2 separate regions of the Ovis aries genome follow, and region 1 is linked to region 2. Evidence: chromatin contacts called from public Hi-C data. All regions are on one chromosome and are shown on one strand. Each heading gives the region's core, a stretch centred on a gene start, on an enhancer-like site or on the middle of the called end of the contact. The rest is flanking DNA. Distances are from core to core; before and after follow the strand shown. Region 1 overlaps MAOA (monoamine oxidase A). Region 2 holds the start of MAOA (monoamine oxidase A).

Region 1 (4,526 bases), core at 1,180-3,679, 66 kb after region 2:
GGGTCTGGGCAGATATGGTGTCGGTTGTTGCTAAGCCTTCATCTCATACTAAAAGGATTCCTTCTTGCCACTTCTTCCCTGGTTTCCCAGAGGCGATTCCTTCTAACACACCCTACTATTTCTTGTGTATTCCACAACTCCAAGGCCATCTTAAAATTTTACTCATACATTGATCATACCTGACCTTTATGCAAAGGTCATCGAGATGGGTCATTTTCTAATGTGTCTGGGTGACCAAATATCCTTGTTTAATCAGTGAGTGTATTTAATGGGAAAGAACTTCTAGGATCAGGGCAAAGACCAATAGTTTAAGTTTTGCCTTCCTTTTAGTGAAATAGTTTTATATATATACTTTAAAATGTCCTTCCCAAATCCCTGATGAAGTTTCTCAATCTCTTATTATTTATTTTTCTTCCGGTTAAGATTACTGTGGCTGTATGATCATCGAAGATGAGGAAGCTCCAATTTCAATAACGTTGGATGATACCAAGCCAGATGGATCACTGCCTGCTATCATGGGGTAAGTGAGACCTGGATGTTCTGCATTTTGCAAACTATGTTGGTGTCTAGGTGTGGGAACTGGCAGAGCATGTTGTTTCGGACTCAAGCTCAAGCAACAGTAAGTAACCCTGTAGACAACATATCATGTTTTCATGTATGGTAATATTAGAGTTGTAGAGTATGTGGCACGAGAACACTGGGAAACTTTACTAAAGTGAATGCCACTTTGAACTTGTGTCCATCGATTTCTTTCCCCCATGAAACTTACACGTGGAGGACAAGAGTGAAAAATACAGCTAGACAGATGGCATGGTAGACCACTTTGCCTGCAGAATGTTTATAGCCATTCCGGAATGAGAACTATTTTGTCTTGTAAAACCTTCCAAAGTTATGTTTTCTGGGCTCTAGTCCTCTCTCCATACTAGACAGCACTACATAGCAAAGGTTAATAATTTAATTGTTGGAATTCCCTGGTGTCCAGTGGTTAGGACTCCAAGCTCTCAATGCCAAGGGCCCCAATCCAATCTCTGGTCAGGAAACTAAGATCCCACAAGCCATGTGGCATGGCCAAAAGAAAAGAAAAGAAAAATCTGTTCACTGTTACCCTGGGAGATAAGATGAATGACCAATGAAGTGCAGTTTGAAGGAGAGCCAGCCAGGCCTTGAATGTAGGGCACTTTTTCCAGTAAGTCACGCCATGGCTGTCCTCCATGAGGAATGGTGCCAGGGCAAGGTTCTGTGTCTGAAAGAGGAACTCTGTTTTCCTCTCCTGCCTCACACAGCTGCTCTGCCCTCTGGAGACTAGGGGCCCCGAGAGGGAATCGGAGCTCCCACAAAGAAATTTCCAAGGAGTGCCATAGCCTCCCAGTTTTCATACATTTTAGTCCGCTTCAAAGCAATACCAACAAAAGGGCTATGTATTCTAGCACGTTGCAACAAAAGAGCGCAACTTCTCTAGCAGTCAAGTGACTTTTGGAGACCATTGGCTTTCCCCTGTGCCCCAGGAAAGTTAAGCTTATGTGCATTGTGTCATTGAAGGGAAATTACAAAATCAAAAGACACACACCCATGACCCTAGGGACTTAGAAAGCAGACTCTGCTACTGGACTGCCAGCAAAACATTTTGTAACCGCTTCTCTCTCTGTAAGATGTTAAGAAGGAGCACCAGCCTCCCTGGCAAGGGCAGGTGCTCACAATGTAAAGATTATAGGAACATTGTACCCTATTCATCTCTGACCCCACTGGGCAAGAAAATACATAGATTGTTTGGGGAGTTTGCCATCGCTTTTTATGTGCCAAAGAAAAGCAAGAAGTTGAGACAGAGGTTTCTGAAGACTACTGGTCAAGACCTATCTGACTGTAGATGAAAGAATATTGATGTTTTTCTTGCCCTGGGAATGAAATACTGTGGCATCCGCTGTTCTGGGCTTTCTTTAGCTTTATTAACAAGGATATGGGCTTCCCTGGTGGCTCAGATGGTAAAAAGTCTCTGCTTGCAATATGGGAGACCTGGGTTCGATCCCTGGGTAGGGAAGATCCCCTGGAAGAGGGCATGGCAACCCACTCCAGTATTCTTGCCTGGAGAATCCCCAAAGACAGTGAAGCCTGGCAGGCTACAGTCCATGGGTCACAAGGAGTTGGACACGACTGAGTGACTAAGCACAGCACAGCAACAAGGATACGGATTGCAGAAGCCTTCTAGATGGTAATGGGTTTATTTATGCAGCTCCTGCAGTCCATGGGGTCCCAAAGAGTCGGGCACAACTGAGCAACTAATACTTACACTTAGACACTGATATTCTAATCTGTTTTATCTGGACAATTGCTTCCACCCTGTTCTTGCATTGAAGCTATATTGCCTCCACCCTGCTCTCTGCTCTAGGCAATGAAAGCCTTGAAGATAGGGATGCTGTAATTGCCCAGCACTGTGTGTGATAACTACTTGCCTTTGGAAACTAGAAAGGACCTTGTACTTTAGAGCTGTGAAATGTTCCCACCCCAAAGCCAGGGTGTATAATTTCCCCAATAAAACACCAAAGAAAGTTGGATGATAATTGTCCATTCTTACAGTTAGATCAAAGAGGTTATTTCATTCAGGACTTGAGATTTAACAGACAGAGCCAACACTCACTGCCCTTTAGAAAAGGAACTGTGAAAAGCACCCAGGATCTAAAAGGCTTTCAGATAGATCATTTAGTCTTCTATCAGCTATTGGTGATTTTCACTGAAATACCACATACGATTGTTGCATAAACCTAAAATTTAACTAAAATCATTATTACTATGGCTTCCCAGGTGGTGCAGTGGTAAAGAACCTGCCTGCCAGTGCAAGAGATGTAAGAGATGTGGGTTTGATCCCTGGGTTGGGGAGATCCCCTGGAGGAGGGTATGCAACCCACTCATGTTCTTGCCAGAGGAGCCAGGTGGGCTACGGTCCACAGGGTCACAAAGAGTCAGACATGACTGAAGTGACTTAGCACCTAGCACCTTACAAGCAAGCCACAACATAAATCAAGCAAAACCATGACTATATCTCCCAGAGTTCAGTGGTTCAAATTTCTTAAACATTCCACAGCTTCCTCTGAAATACTGTTCTCTGGGTGAACACAAATGCATTTTATATCTTTGCTTCCCAGAAAGATCTCAAATAACAACTCTAAAGGAATGGTCAGTCAAATTGAGGAACAGTTTAATTGGGGGAGATGGAATTGAGGGAGAGGACAAAATTTCTGTCTTCATCCCTTGCATTTTCAATCTTGATCTACTTGTCTTTGTCTAGACAACAACAAAAAAATACAATTTTAAAACTTTTCTTAAATGGAGAAATCACTCCATTGTTCTTTAGCTCATTTGGATTTTTTGGCAAGCTTTGTAATCATAGTATAGCTAAGGATTTCTTGTTACAATTCCATTCTTTAAAATATACATGCAATTAATAATAGCATAATAAGTAGAATCACTGCAGATGGTGACTGCAACCATGAAATTAAAAGATGCTTACTCCTTGGAAGGAAAGTTATGACCAACCTAGATAGCATATTGAAAAGCAGAGACATTACTTTGCCAACAAAGGTCCATCTAGTCAAGGCTATGGTTTTTCTAGTGGTCATGTATGGATGTGAGAGTTGGACTGTGAAGAAAGCTGAGCGCCGAAGAATTGATGTTTTTGAACTGTGGTGTTGGGGAAGACTCCTGAGAGTCCCCTGGACTGCAAGGAGATCCAACCAGTCCATTCTGAAGGAGATAAACCCTGGGATTTCTTTGGCAGGAATGATGCTAAAGCTGAAACTCCAGTACTTTGGCCACCTCATGCGAAGAGTTGACTCATTGGAAAAGACTTTGATGCTGGGAGGGATTGGGGGCAGGAGGAGAAGGAGACAACAGAGGATGAGGTGGCTGGATGGCATCACTGACTCGATGGACATGAGTCTGAGTGAACTCCAGGAGTTGGTGATGGACAGCGAGGCCTGGCGTGCTGCAATTCATGGGGTCGCAAAGAGTCTGACACAACGGAGTGACTGAACTGAACTGAACTGAATAAGTAGAATCTATTTGATCAAAGGGAAGCAGACGGATCATAACTGAGTTTTACAGAGTCACTGAATTTGAGGACTGTGCTGGACTGGTTTCCCAGGAAGTCAACTTGGAGGTGGAGATTTGGGTTTAGGAGGTTCATCAGGAATTGCTCTGTGGAGTGCTGCCTGGGCTTCCCAGCTGGCGCTAGTGGTAATGAACCAGCCTGTCAATGCAGGAGATGCAAGAGATGCAGGTTCTATCCCTGGATTGGGAAGATCCCTTGGAGAAGGGAATGTCAACCCACTCCAGTATTCTTGCCTGGAGAATCCCATGGACAGAGGAGCCTGACAGGCTACCAGTTCATAGGGTTGCGTAGAGTTGGACATGACTGAAGTGACTGAGCACACAGACACATACTGCCTGTTGGGGAGGGAAGGAATCAGGATTGGCCAGAGGAAACGGTTGGGCTCCAGTGTTGTCCCAACAGAGGCCTCAAAGTAAGGATTGCC
Region 2 (4,640 bases), core at 1,383-3,882:
CAATGTTAACTTCCAGAATGGTCTAGACACTCTGACACTTTATCACTATGGACCTTTCCAAAATAATATTTATCAGAGTTTGAATTGACACACCAAGCATGTGGTTTATTTCCTCCACAGATCCTCTGTATGTCAATGAAGGTCTTAACTGTCTTGTGTTACCTGTGTATCCCAAGTACCTTGTCCCATGCCTAGCCCATAGTATGAAATCAAATATTTGAATGAAAATAATGCAGTGGGACTAATGAGAAAGTTGGACAGAATCATATTAGAAAGTGCTGAAATCTTTATTATTTCCCATGTCTTTGCTTCCAAGTCTAAAAATGATACCAGTTTAGTCATGCTTCAACTCCTTACTAGAAAGTAAAAGCTATTAAAACTGGATAAAGAAAAAAATTAAATTTGTATCTTAGTTTCTTCAAGAAGATGCTATTTGATACGAATGGAGGTATCGGGGCAGGCGGGCATGCAAGAGAAATGTTTGAAGTGCCAATAGATTTTCATTAATTTCTTAGAGTTCTCAACATTTACTCTGAATTGATGTCAAAATTACATCTTTTTGAGGGCTCTAGTGATAACAAATCCAGCTCTAGGAGGATAAGGTGGAAATTTAAGGGATAAAACTAGCAAAACAAGAGACTGATTGCACAATAAAATATACCCACTTTCCAGTTGAAAGGGAAACAAGCTTTCTTTTCTTAAGTTTTTTCTGCACTTTAGCCATTCATTGACCTTCGCTTTTAAACTGTATGTCCCACTTAATCTGTGATATTGAGTTCTTAACTTTTTTGCCTACTTGCTTCAGTTTGTTTAAGAACTTCAGCTTGAAAAACCCTATAGACTACCAATAACTGCCAAATCTTCTCCGAGGGACACCTCCCACTGCGCCCCGCCCCGCCTCGAGGGAGGGACCGCGACTGCGCAGACCTCCCTGTGATGTCACAAAAGAGCCAAACCAGGTGGCGGGGTGTTGAGGGGGGGGCAGCCCTGCGACCAGCCTTTCAGGTCTGCTTCCTTCCCTAAGACCACCCCACTACCCCCGCCCAGTCTTCCCCTTTTAGTTAAATCGTTAATAATAAAAGCACCAGGTTGAATCTCCACGTGGCCACGCCCATACTCTCTTCAGGCCACACCCCCTACTTGGGTGGCGTCCCCCAGGCACCAACGGCAGCAGGGCACCAACGGCAGGAGGGCTCCCACCGCGGCGCGTACAGGCGGGTAAGGCGGAGCCAGGCCTCTCCAGCGCCTAGTGTTTCAGCCCTATAGCGGGCCTGGCTCCCGCTATCGGCTCTAAGAGTGCCGATCTCGGCCAGCTTGGGCGGGGGAGGCGCGCGCCTCTGAGTAAGGAGCGAAGGAGAGTAGAACATCGCCCCCAGCCCCGCTCCCTCTCCTCCGCCCCGCGCTCCGGATCAACGAGCTCACCCAACTCGGCTGCCCCCTTCAGCAGCGGCCGCCGCGGCGGGAATAGACACGAGTTAAAACGCTCGCCGGGAGTCGGAAACCTCCCGGCCCAGATACTGGAGGCCGCCAACATTGCGGGCGTAGCCTCGACCTCCTCGTCCTGGAACACCAGTTCAGAGTGGTTGATCTTCCACCAGCATTCCAGCTGCCCGTCGAACAAGTCCACAGCGGCGGACGCCAGATAACACCCGAGGCTGCAGCACGCCCTCCCAACTCATCCCGGGTTTTGGCTTAAGAACTGACAACAGGTCTCAGGGTTGGCACCTGGGGCTTTGGCACCCGCGGCCTGAACGACAGGGTCCATATGTCTGCCCTCCGCCCGACCACCACAGACGAGGCAGCCTTGGCCTCTAACCCGGGCCCCAGCAACCCCCGGGTATCCGTACAAGAATCTGTCCCGCCCTCAAGGTCTCCCCGATTGCCCCTACATGCCACCTTGCACTCAGCACCGGGCTCCACCCGGATATCAATAGGAGAAACTCCTAGACCAACTAACACCTTCAGAGGGTCGGTGCAGGGGTCCATCTCACCCGTGAAGCCCTCCTTTATCAAAATATCGGCACCAGCACCTCCACCACCCAATAACACTCCCCCAGTGTCACTACTTGGATTAACCTCGCCCTCGATATCCGGCTCCCCCTTGGGTTCGGTGCAAGGACCACCTACACCCAGTAACTCCCCCCGACTCTCAGGACAAGAGTCCAGCCGTGTCTCCATGCCCAACTTCCAGCAGTTATCTGCAAAAAGATCTGCCCCACTCTCAGCCTTGTCCCAAGAGTCGCTACAAGGGTCTGCCCCGCCCTCGGTGGTCAGGTTTCCTGAGAGTTTGGCGCGAGGATCTGTAGCGATTTCGGACTCCTCCCGAGTCTCGATTCGAGGGTCCCCTCCGCCCTCAGATCTTAGCACCCCTCGGAGTTCGATACCAGAACCTCTTACTCCCGTGAACTCTCAAGTGTCCACACAAGAGTCCACTCAGCTCTCAGAGCAAAGTTACCCCGAAAGATTAGTAGAAGGATCGGCTCAACCCCCGAATTCCCCCGGGGTACCAGTACCATGGGTCGCTCCGCCCTCGGCTCCCGGCTCCGCCCAGGAATCGGTGGAGGAATCGGCTCCGCCCTCGGGCTCCCCCCGAGACTCGGTAGAAAAGTCCGCTCCGCCCTCGGCCAGACCCACTCCTGTACCCACGCCCCGGGAGAGCCGCAACCAGAGCATGGAGAGTCTGCAGAAGACGAGTGACGCGGGCCAGATGTTCGACGTAGTTGTGATAGGAGGCGGCATCTCAGGTCAGTGTGGACCGTAGCACTAGCCTGAGGGACCCTGGCCGGCCCAGTGTGGGGGACTTGCAGTCTGAAAGTGGCGTTTGGGGGCGGAGGTTGAGGGGGGGGGTGTCTCCCTTGTGCATGCGAGATTGCTGCAGCTGCCGGGCCCCCGATCCTGTGAGGAGGGAATGGGATTGAGCCGGTGGTGTGACCTGGGGGAGGCAGGCACAATAATTTTTACTACTACTACGAAATACTAATATTTAATTAGCTCTTGCCGTGCAGTTGCATTTAGCAGTTTACGTGTATTTTCTCAGTCCTCAGCGGTCCTGTGAGGTGGGTACTCTATTCTTCCCTATTTTACAAAACCTAGAAACGGAGGTAACTCGGCGAAGTCACCTCACCCAGCTGGGAAAGTGACAATGGTTTTCTCTCACGTGAGACCCTTACTCCTAATTCCGGCGGTGGTTGTTCTGCCTAATTGATTTCACGCCCTTTGCCCCAAACAGAACATCAGTTTATGGATTTTTGTAGTATCGAGGTAGTAATAGTGTTGTTCCAGTCCTGCTATTCTCCAGGCTCTTTTCCTTAGAAAATCTGGTAACTGGAGAGGAAGGAGGAAGAATCTTTTAGGAATAGATTTCTTTCTTTTTTTTTAAGGTGGGGGCAGGCGGAGAAAGGTGGGCTCTTAGTTTTAACCGACTCCACCCCCCTCTTTTTTTTTTTTTTAGAACTCCGTAGAAAGTGTAGGGCGTTTATTGCTCAAAGGGAATCCCTCTGTGAAGCAGGGGCTGCGGGCAGATGAGGGACTGCCCTGTTTGTGTCTTTCTCCACCGCCTGAATCTTGCCCTGTTATGAGGCAGCTGGCAAGCCTATGTTCCTCTAGTCTCGGTTTGGGTTTGTAGCTGACCAACTGAGTGGTGTAGGAAGTTTCCTCGGATCTTCCTGGAAACCTCATCATGACTGACACATCAAATTGTCACTTATGATGTCATAATTGGTAAAATGTTTGAAATTTAAGAATTGTGTTTCACATCTAGATAGAGCCCCACACTAGTCTGTCCACGACCTAAGAAGATGTTAATCATTTCTGAAATATACCTGCAGGATCTAATTTAGAAGGAGGGAGAAATGAGGTGGGAGGGAGTTAGTAGGGTGCCTCCAAGTAGCCATTTTTATGTATAATCCTTTTGAGGAGACTCTGAACATGCTTACAGATGAATTTTGCTTGGAGATAGCTTTTGACTTGGCCTGTTTCAGGTGACATTCTTAACCACCAGGGAAGAGACTGACTTGAGCTATTGCTCTAACAACTCCAGTAAGGGCCAGCAAAAACACACATACATGTATGTCAGACCATTAGGAAAGCAGATCTTGGTTGAGAGTATGAAAAAGTATTTCTCTTGTTCCCCTTCATTCATTTATTAGCTTGTTTATTCATTCAACAAACACTTGTTGAGTGCCTGCAATGAAGTGGACTGGTGTTTCTAAAAGCCTGATTCTTGTATGCAAGCCTCCTAGATAAGCAATGTGATTGTTCATCACTGGAAAATAAAGATGACGATAATGTGTTGTGTAAATTGACTAGGAGTTCCGTCTCCGTTCCCCATCTCCATATCATTCATATTTCACAGTTTAGGGTTCTTACTGTGATTTTATGCCTGTCTTCTTGTTCTAGTATCCCTTAAGGAGCATTTTGTCTTTTACTTTTTCTCTGCCTGATGACCGGCTCTTCTCCCTTTCCATACTTTACTCGAAGTCATTGGTCATGAACAGAATTGGATTCACCATGTAGCTGATGTAAGATTCTACAGCCTTAGAACTGCAGGTCCCTTATGGTTCTCATCCTAAAAAAATAACCAATTTCATACTGAATCTTGTATTTGTAATTTTGCATTCTTTTTTTTCTTGAAGAGGCAA

What was found. Hi-C and Micro-C count contacts between places; a contact is called where the count stands out from the background.
Region 1: a Hi-C map of tail adipose tissue shows a contact between it and region 2, with 2.6 times the contacts expected there. The contact joins the enhancer-like site here to the promoter of MAOA in region 2. A contact is called at or near these places in 2 of 16 Hi-C or Micro-C datasets (hypothalamus and tail adipose tissue).

Annotation. Positions count from the first base shown.
Region 1 is chrX:42,838,477-42,843,002 of ARS-UI_Ramb_v3.0, forward strand. It overlaps MAOA (monoamine oxidase A), which reads left to right. Exons shown (of 15, transcript XM_004022016.4): 9 at 424-520. Among named protein-coding and RNA genes, the nearest start is that of MAOA, 66 kb to the left of the region's middle. Within about 2 kb of position 2,430, at least 5 of the 54 cell types and tissues checked have an H3K27ac peak or open chromatin away from gene starts, as enhancers often do. A contact at or near this core is called in tail adipose tissue, where this site is marked.
Region 2 is chrX:42,772,088-42,776,727 of ARS-UI_Ramb_v3.0, forward strand. It overlaps MAOA (monoamine oxidase A), which reads left to right and starts at 2,633. Exons shown (of 15, transcript XM_004022016.4): 1 at 2,633-2,744. The coding sequence starts at 2,672.